2 separate regions of the Canis lupus genome follow, and region 2 is linked to region 1. The links are chromatin contacts, called in public Hi-C maps. All regions are on one chromosome and are shown on one strand. Each heading gives the region's core, a stretch centred on a gene start, on an enhancer-like site or on the middle of the called end of the contact. The rest is flanking DNA. Distances are from core to core; before and after follow the strand shown.

Region 1 (3,639 bases), core at 984-3,483:
AGAAGCCCAAGGATGAGCCCTGGGACAAGGGCAGGCACAGCTCACCAAGGGCCTTAGGATTATAGAGCAGTGGCAAGGCCATCCCTTGGGGGAGGGGGTGGCAGAAAGGCAGAGCTCCCCAGTTGTGTGGCCTTGGGCAAGCCAGTCAACCTTCCGAGAGGTGCTGATGAGGCAGGAGAGAAGGGAACGGAGGGCGGCACCTTATAGTAGTAAGTGTGCAAGCCGACGCCGGAGGACCGTGTGCCTTGACCCCCCAGCGTGGCTCTCGGGCAGCTGAGCCTTCTTCCCCCAGGATTCCCACGGGGGACCAACCTGATGCCTCCCCAGGGCTGGACCCGGTGGGGTCACCCATTGCCCTTTCTTCCTTGGGCTGCAAGAAGTCCACAGTCAAAAGCGAAAAGAGCCAGTTGTGCCTGGCCATGCTGTGGCCGGCAAAGGCGAAATGCTCGGGAGGAAAGAAAAAAGCAGTATCTGTGAAGCTGTCAACTGGGAAATTCTGGACTGATGGAGACAGAAATATTTACTTTGCAGGGATAAATATTTCAGAAACAACCTTCCGTCGTCCAGTCTCTGGTCTGACGTAGCTTTCCCTCCCCAGGAGGGCGTTCCCGCTGCCTGCAGGAATGACGGCAACAGAAGCCTGGGACCCTTTCCATAGAACAAATGGAGACACCTCTGGGATACTTGGCAAATTCCATCTCACGGGCGGTAGTGAAAAATGCATGGATTGGAGTTAGACCTACCTCGGTTTGCTCCTGGAACCTTCCTGGGCTACTCAGGTGCCCACAGACTCATAACTGTGCCTCCGTAGGCCTCAGTTTCCCTGCATCTGATATGTAGATGGAGCTTATACAAATGTCTTCAGGATGTGACTATAAGGATGGGGCGCCCAGAATAACGTCTGGAGTAAGTCCTCTTCCTCTGCTCTTCTTCCTCTCTGCCACATGAACTTCCTATGTGACCCTGGGCACTACCAAGGCTGGGCCATTTGCCACCAGCGGCCGGGGCTCCCGGTCTCTCCGGCACAGGGGTGGCTGTCACGATGAGAGGAAGAATCTTGTAACCGAGCCAGATGGTGTTCCCAGAACTCGAGTTTACAGATAAACTTGCCCCAGACCCCTGTGGATTCACAGAGGTCATTCATTACAGACCAGAGTCTGTGTTCCCGCCGGTAACACCTGCAAATGATAATGACCACCTTGGGGAGCCCTCGGAGGGGACGAGGGCACCGCCTCCGTGGACCAACGTCAGGGCTCACCAGCGTGAACTGGAGCAAGCCCAGCAGCCCAGGAGGGGAAACCAAGGCCCCGAGCCCCTTCCCTCCAGCTGCCATCACACATCAGGCCACAGCTGGCGTCGCCGGTGGATGGAGACCACCGGGAGGAAAACTGAAAACGTCTGGTGGCTACCTCGCTGCCGCCCCTGCAAAAAACACATCTCGGGGGCAGCTCGCAAAGGCAAGCACGTCTGCTCGCGACGCAGGCTGTCTGGGTGGAGCGTTCACGGCAGCGGGCGCCGGGCGGTCCTGCGCTGCAGGAACTACTGCGAAACTAGGAGGACTGTCAACCGATCACCGTAGTCACTCCCGCTGGAGCCCACGCCAGAGAGCCAGGAGACGGGGGCACCAGGAAACGGGCTTCTCGGGCCATAAAGTAGCCCCTTCTCAAGATGCTCTGACTTGTGGGCTTCGGGGGGCAGAGCTGAGCAAGGAATTGGCACTTTCAAGACTAGGGATTTCAGGCAAAGCGAACACTGGGAATAGGATGAGGCCCCATTGCCACTCTCACCAACGTACTCTTGGGTAAGAGAGAAGAGGGGACTTTAAATTGTGGGACAAATGGGGATTTTAGTAATTTGAAAGACTGGAGACTTGGGAGTCCATTGAAGGGTTTCAAGGCAGTGTGGAGTCGAGGCCAGAACAGGGGCTTTAGGGTTCACAGACACCGGGGTTTGCAAATGTGGCTGTTGCAGGACTGGACGTATGTGATGTGACTGCCACCAAGCCCCCAATCTGTGAGTCTCTCTAGACCCTCACACGCCCACCCCACTCTTCACCCCCGCTCTGAGGTGCAGGAAGGTTGCTAAGTATGGTGAGCCACCCCACACGCTTGCGCTCCTTCAGATGGAAAAAAGAACCCGAGGCCCAGATCACTGCTCTGCCAAGAGTCTCCTTAGAGAGGCGCCGCGGCCAGCACTCTGCGGCGGGCCTGCCAGGGCCAGACTGGGTGGTGAAAATAAAATCAACAGCTAAGGAGGTGCTTTCTGAAGCCTCGGGGGAGAGACCCAGCATCAAGCCAGCTTGAGATCTCACTGTCCCAGCAGCAAGAGGAAAAGCAGCACCTGGTCTTGCGAATAGTCCTCTCTGCAGTGGGAGGAAGATTCTAGAAAACACACTGGTCCCAGCTTCAGCCCGTTCCCCTCAGGGATTCCCGCCGGCGGAGCGCTGAAATGTGGGTGTGTGGCTCCCCCTGCAGGTGTCCATTGTCACTGCACCCACCAAGACCCTGGCCACAGAGTTGGGTGCTGGGTGGGCAGTGGGGGGCGGGGGGGGGGTGTTTTCAAGACTTCTTGCACTAGCACATCTCCCCTGAGAGGGGTGGAGTAGGATAGAGTGAAGGACTGGCTCTTGAGACCCCCAGGACCCCCATGTGGCCTCCAGATGGACAGCTGAAAACAGGGACTAGTTTAATAAGTGCCAGTAGCAGCTAGTACTTATTAAGCACGTTCTAGACGCCAAGCACTTGATCTGCTTTACCTCCCTGAACTCTCTCAATAAGCCCATGTGGTAATCAGGATTACTATCCCCTCATGTTACAGGTGAGGATCCCAAAGCTCACGGGGTGCTGAGGCCACACATTTGGTAATTGACAGAGCTGGGGTTAGAACCCAGGGACGCTGGACTCCAGGGCTTGTGTCCCATCACAGTGATGATTCTCCAACTTTGGGGCGGAAGCAGATCACTTAAGGTGCGTGTCAAAATGCCAGTTCCAGGGTCTCATCCCCATAGATCAGGATTCAGAGGGTCTTGGGGGGAAAATCCAAGAGTTTGCATTTTTTAATGAGCACATTGGTGAATTCCGGGCGGGGGGGCGGGGATTCATAGACCCTACTTCAAGGTCTACTGCAGGGCGTGGGGCTCCCTCACTGTCCCAGGGCTTGACCAGCAACCAAGGTGGTTATTTTATTATTTTATTTTATTTTATTTTATTTTATTTTATTTTATTTTATTTTATTTTATTTTGATTGATTGATTGATTTATGATAGACATAGAGAGAGAGAGAGAGACACAGGAGGAGGGAGAAGCAGGCTCCATGCCGGGAGCACAACGTGGGACTCGATTCCAGGACTCCAGGATCGCACCCTGGGCCAAAGGCAGGCGCCAAACTGCTGAGCCACCCAGGGATCCCCGGTTATTTTAATTTATGGTTGTTACGGGCAGAGAAATGGACTGTGGTCTCTAAAGGTCCCTCGGTGTCAGAAGGGGACAATGAGTAAATTCCACCTTCGGCCTCCATGTCTATCTATAGAATCTACCCAGACTGTGCTGGGACTCTGCTGCTAGAGTCCTGCCCACCCCCTCCACCCCACTCAGTGATCCACCAGGAAGGCAGCCCCTGAGGGGCGAGACTGAGAAAGTA
Region 2 (3,766 bases), core at 476-2,975, 140 kb before region 1:
CCAGGGCCACACAGGTCAGCCCTGTGACCTAGCCCAGCATGTCAGCTTGGATCTTCTACTTGAAGGCCCATTCTCTGTGCTAGTCCAGCCCTGCAGGTGTGGGTGAGATGTCCTTCTGGGATTTCAGAGCCCCTCTGGGACTCCCTCCTCCCACCCACCCACAGTGTTTAAGGTTTGCCGAATTCATGGCTGCTTTTCGTTCACTGCTGTCTCCCCTACTGGCCTGTAAGCTCTTTTCAGAGCAGAGACCAGGTGTGGCGCGCCCACCGTTAAGTCAACAGGGTTTAGCCAATGTGAAATCGGAGGCTCAATACAGAATCACCAACTGGAAACACACTTCAAAGCTTCCCTTCTCACCACGGGAGTTGGGGGAAAGAGATCCGGCTCCTGGAAGTGGGGGGTGGAAAACAAGGGGACAATAGTGTCCTGAAAGGTGATGCATTTTATGTCTGGGAAGTAGGACGTGGGTATCGGGGCCGGGAGAGGCTTCTTCTCCCATGCCCAGCTCGGAGGCATCCCAGAAAAACTCGCTGAGTCCTAGTGACCCCACATATATGCCCATATGGCTCCTTTTGGCTCGGGTTATCAGATTTAGCAACTGAAAATAGAGGATACCCAGTTCAATTGAAATTTCAGATAAACAACCAATAATTCTTTGTTGTTGTTGTTTTCAGATTTTATTTTATTTATTCATGAGAGACAGAGACAGAGAGAGAGAGAGAGAGAGAGGCAGAGACACAGGCAGAGAGAGAAGCAGGCTCCATGCAGGGAGTCTGCTGTGGGACTCAATCCCAGGACCCCAGGATCACAACCTGAGCCAAAGGCAGATGCTCAACCACTAAGCCACCCAGGTGCCCCAACAACCAATAATTCTTTGTGTCCCATGACACACCAAATGGACCTGTATCTTGGTTCAGCTTTTATCATTCATTAATATTTGTTACAAATGGAAACATTATTATTTATCTGACATCCAGATTGAACTGCATTTTATCTTGCAACCCCAGCTGAGGGTGCCCTGAGTTGTTGGAAGGGATGTTATTTCTCCAAAGGAGCTGAGAAAGATGCCCCTGAGAACCACAGGGACACTGGGAAGGGCCAACCTCAGGCCCCAGGATCAAAGAAGCAGGGCCCATCCCAGAGGGAGGTGAGCAGGGAAAAAGCTGAGGCCCGGCCATGGCCTAGGGAACGGGGTTCACGCGGTCTTCCTGGCATGGGGAGGAATGTGGAGCCCGCCCCAGCTGCTCCCCATTAAGCAGAGCTGGCATTTCAGAGCACGTCAGAGGCGCTGGCTCACAGCCCTGGAAGTCAGCATCTGGCCTCTGAGCCAGCGCTGCCTGGCCAGCCCCAGCCCTCTCACCTCAGTGGACCCTGACTGAGGGCCCCAACAGGCCCATTGTCATCCTGTCCAGCCTCAATGGGGCCATTCAGGGGCTCTGCAACCGGCCCCTCTGGAGGCCACTTCCTCCTCCTTCTAGAGTGCCCTTGGCCACAGCCTTCGCCTGTGTGGGTGGGGGGCCTGGCTGTGGTGAGAGCAGCCGGCAGCCAGGGCAATAGTACTGAGGACTGGATTGTTGACAGAGGGCACGGAACAGAGTCCCCACATGTCACGGGACTCCAGGGCACTCTGCCCACACTGTAGCCCTCCCCCAGCTGAGGCCGCCGGGCTCCCCGGGGGCCGGCACCTGCAGACGGGGCAGCAGGGCCTCCCCTGCACATGCACTGAGAAGCTGAGGGGATTCGCTGGAGCCACATATAGCAAGGCCAAGCCCAGGCTTTGCCAAGTCCTAGATGCGCAGCTCAGGCAAGTTGCTTCACCTCTCTGGGCCTTTCCTTCTCATCTATAAAGTGAGACTGACAATACCTACCGCCTAAGGTGGACGTGGGAGGAGACCTAAGTGTGGAGCCTGGAGCCTGGCACCTTCCCCTCTATGCCTTCTTAACTCTAGCTCTTTTTGATCTACCGAAGACCCCAGAAAATGTGCTCTCCCACGACTGGCAGATCCAAAGGCCACTGATGGGGGGTATCTTGATTCAGACTTTATCAAGGGGACACTGGCCCTTTGTAGACCTGGGACTCCAGCCGAGGCCCCTCGCAGCTCAAGGAGCCCTGGCATCCAAACGCCATCTCCTCCTCTCCTCCCTGCTGCTCCTTCGGCCTCCCCTCTCTGGCGGCCTGAGTATCTCATATCCACTTCATGCTTCCAGATCTCCTGCCCCAGGTTTCTCGCACGCTCTGATTGCTGAATGAGCACACAGAGCAACAGATGCTGAAATCTCTGGGCACTGCCAAGCAACTTAAAGAGAGCCGGCTTGGGCCTTAAACAGAGGACAAAGGGACATACACTCTGGGTTTGTCACCCCTCCCCAGGCGTCCTGGCTAACCCTGCCCAGTGGCTGCCATCCTAGTGTGCCACCCGCCCCACATGGCAATGCTAGCCGCTGGTGGCAGGGACAAGAGCCAGAGCTCCATGTTCACCAGAGCCCTCTGCCATCTGCTCACCACACCAAGTCCAAAATACGCTACCCTGTTGTCTCCAAATCCTGCATGTGTGCACTCAATCCTCAGCTCCTCTCACTTCGTCTAGGACCCCATTCTTGCCTGGCCACTCCAACCCAGCTCCCCCTTCTCTTAGTCACCCAATGTGATCTCTTACTCAGGACCAGCCTTTGTCAGAGCAGGGGCTGCAGACCGTCTCCTGCACATTCGCGTGGTCTGACCTGTCAAAAATACAAATTCACGGGCCTTGCCCAGATCTGCAAAATCGGAGGCTCTGAGGCCAGGGGCAGGGCTCAGGTTTGTGCCTATTTAACAAGTAGCCAGGCAATACGGATGCACAGTGAAGTTTAAGAATCACTATCGTGAGGGATCCCTGGGTGGCGCAGCAGTTTGGCGCCTGCCTTTGGCCCAGGGCGCGATCCTGGAGACCCGGGATCGAATCCCACATCGGGCTCCCGGTGCATGGAGCCTGCTTCTCCCTCTGCCTGTGTCTCTGCCTCTCTCTCTCTCTGTGTGTGTGACTATCATAAATAAATAAAAATTAAAAAAAAAAAAAAGAATCACTATCGTGGAGCAAGAGAGGCACACTTGGCCGCTCCCTCTGGCCCCATTTGACCTTTCTTTGTACCCTCCCTTGCCTATTAGTAACTATGACAAGGAATGCATGCACTGGTTTCCTTATTGCCAAATTACACAAATATAACTGAACACTGCCATCTCGTTTCCCTACTGCATTCCACCTTGGACTTATTGGAGCATCTTCCATCCATATATTAGGGTACAGCGAAAAATACACAACACACACACACACACACACACACACACACACCTGAGACCTAACATTTATGGAGCTTGCTACATGCTTCATATATTTTGTGGCATTTAATGCTCAGAGCCCTGTGAGGTCACTAATCTCATGCCCCTAGAGCAGATGAGGAAGCAGGGGCAAATCTAGCAACTCACCTAAGGCTGTATCCTATGTGGACAGGGCCAGGATCCAAACCCTGGTCTGTGTGGCCATGACCACCTGCTCTTATTCACTTAATTCTCTTGTCTTCTCTGAGGGAGCTGGTCTCAAAGCCAGGAAATCTTACCCCAAAGTGTGCCTTGGGGTCTGCTGCAGAACCCTAAGAAATACAGATGCTGAAGCCTCCCCCCAGGCCTGCATCTGCAAGGGAGACGTCTGGACATGTGTACTATTGTAATAACTCCACATGCTCCTGGCAAAGAACCAATGGACATGTGTCTGGGTCATGCAGCTTGTTA

Evidence for each region. A called contact is a pair of places that touch in the nucleus more often than the background predicts.
Region 2: a contact with region 1 is called in a Hi-C map of liver, with 5 times the contacts expected there. The contact joins two enhancer-like sites. A contact is called at or near these places in 3 of 9 Hi-C or Micro-C datasets (amygdala, liver and skin fibroblasts).

The regions. Positions count from the first base shown.
Region 1 is chr21:42,338,640-42,342,278 of UU_Cfam_GSD_1.0, reverse strand. The region is part of intron 1 of NAV2 (neuron navigator 2); the gene reads right to left. Among named protein-coding and RNA genes, the nearest start is that of NAV2, 200 kb to the right of the region's middle. Within about 2 kb of position 2,233, at least 3 of the 20 cell types and tissues checked have an H3K27ac peak or open chromatin away from gene starts, as enhancers often do.
Region 2 is chr21:42,478,825-42,482,590 of UU_Cfam_GSD_1.0, reverse strand. The region is part of intron 1 of NAV2 (neuron navigator 2); the gene reads right to left. Among named protein-coding and RNA genes, the nearest start is that of NAV2, 340 kb to the right of the region's middle. Within about 2 kb of position 1,725, at least 3 of the 20 cell types and tissues checked have an H3K27ac peak or open chromatin away from gene starts, as enhancers often do.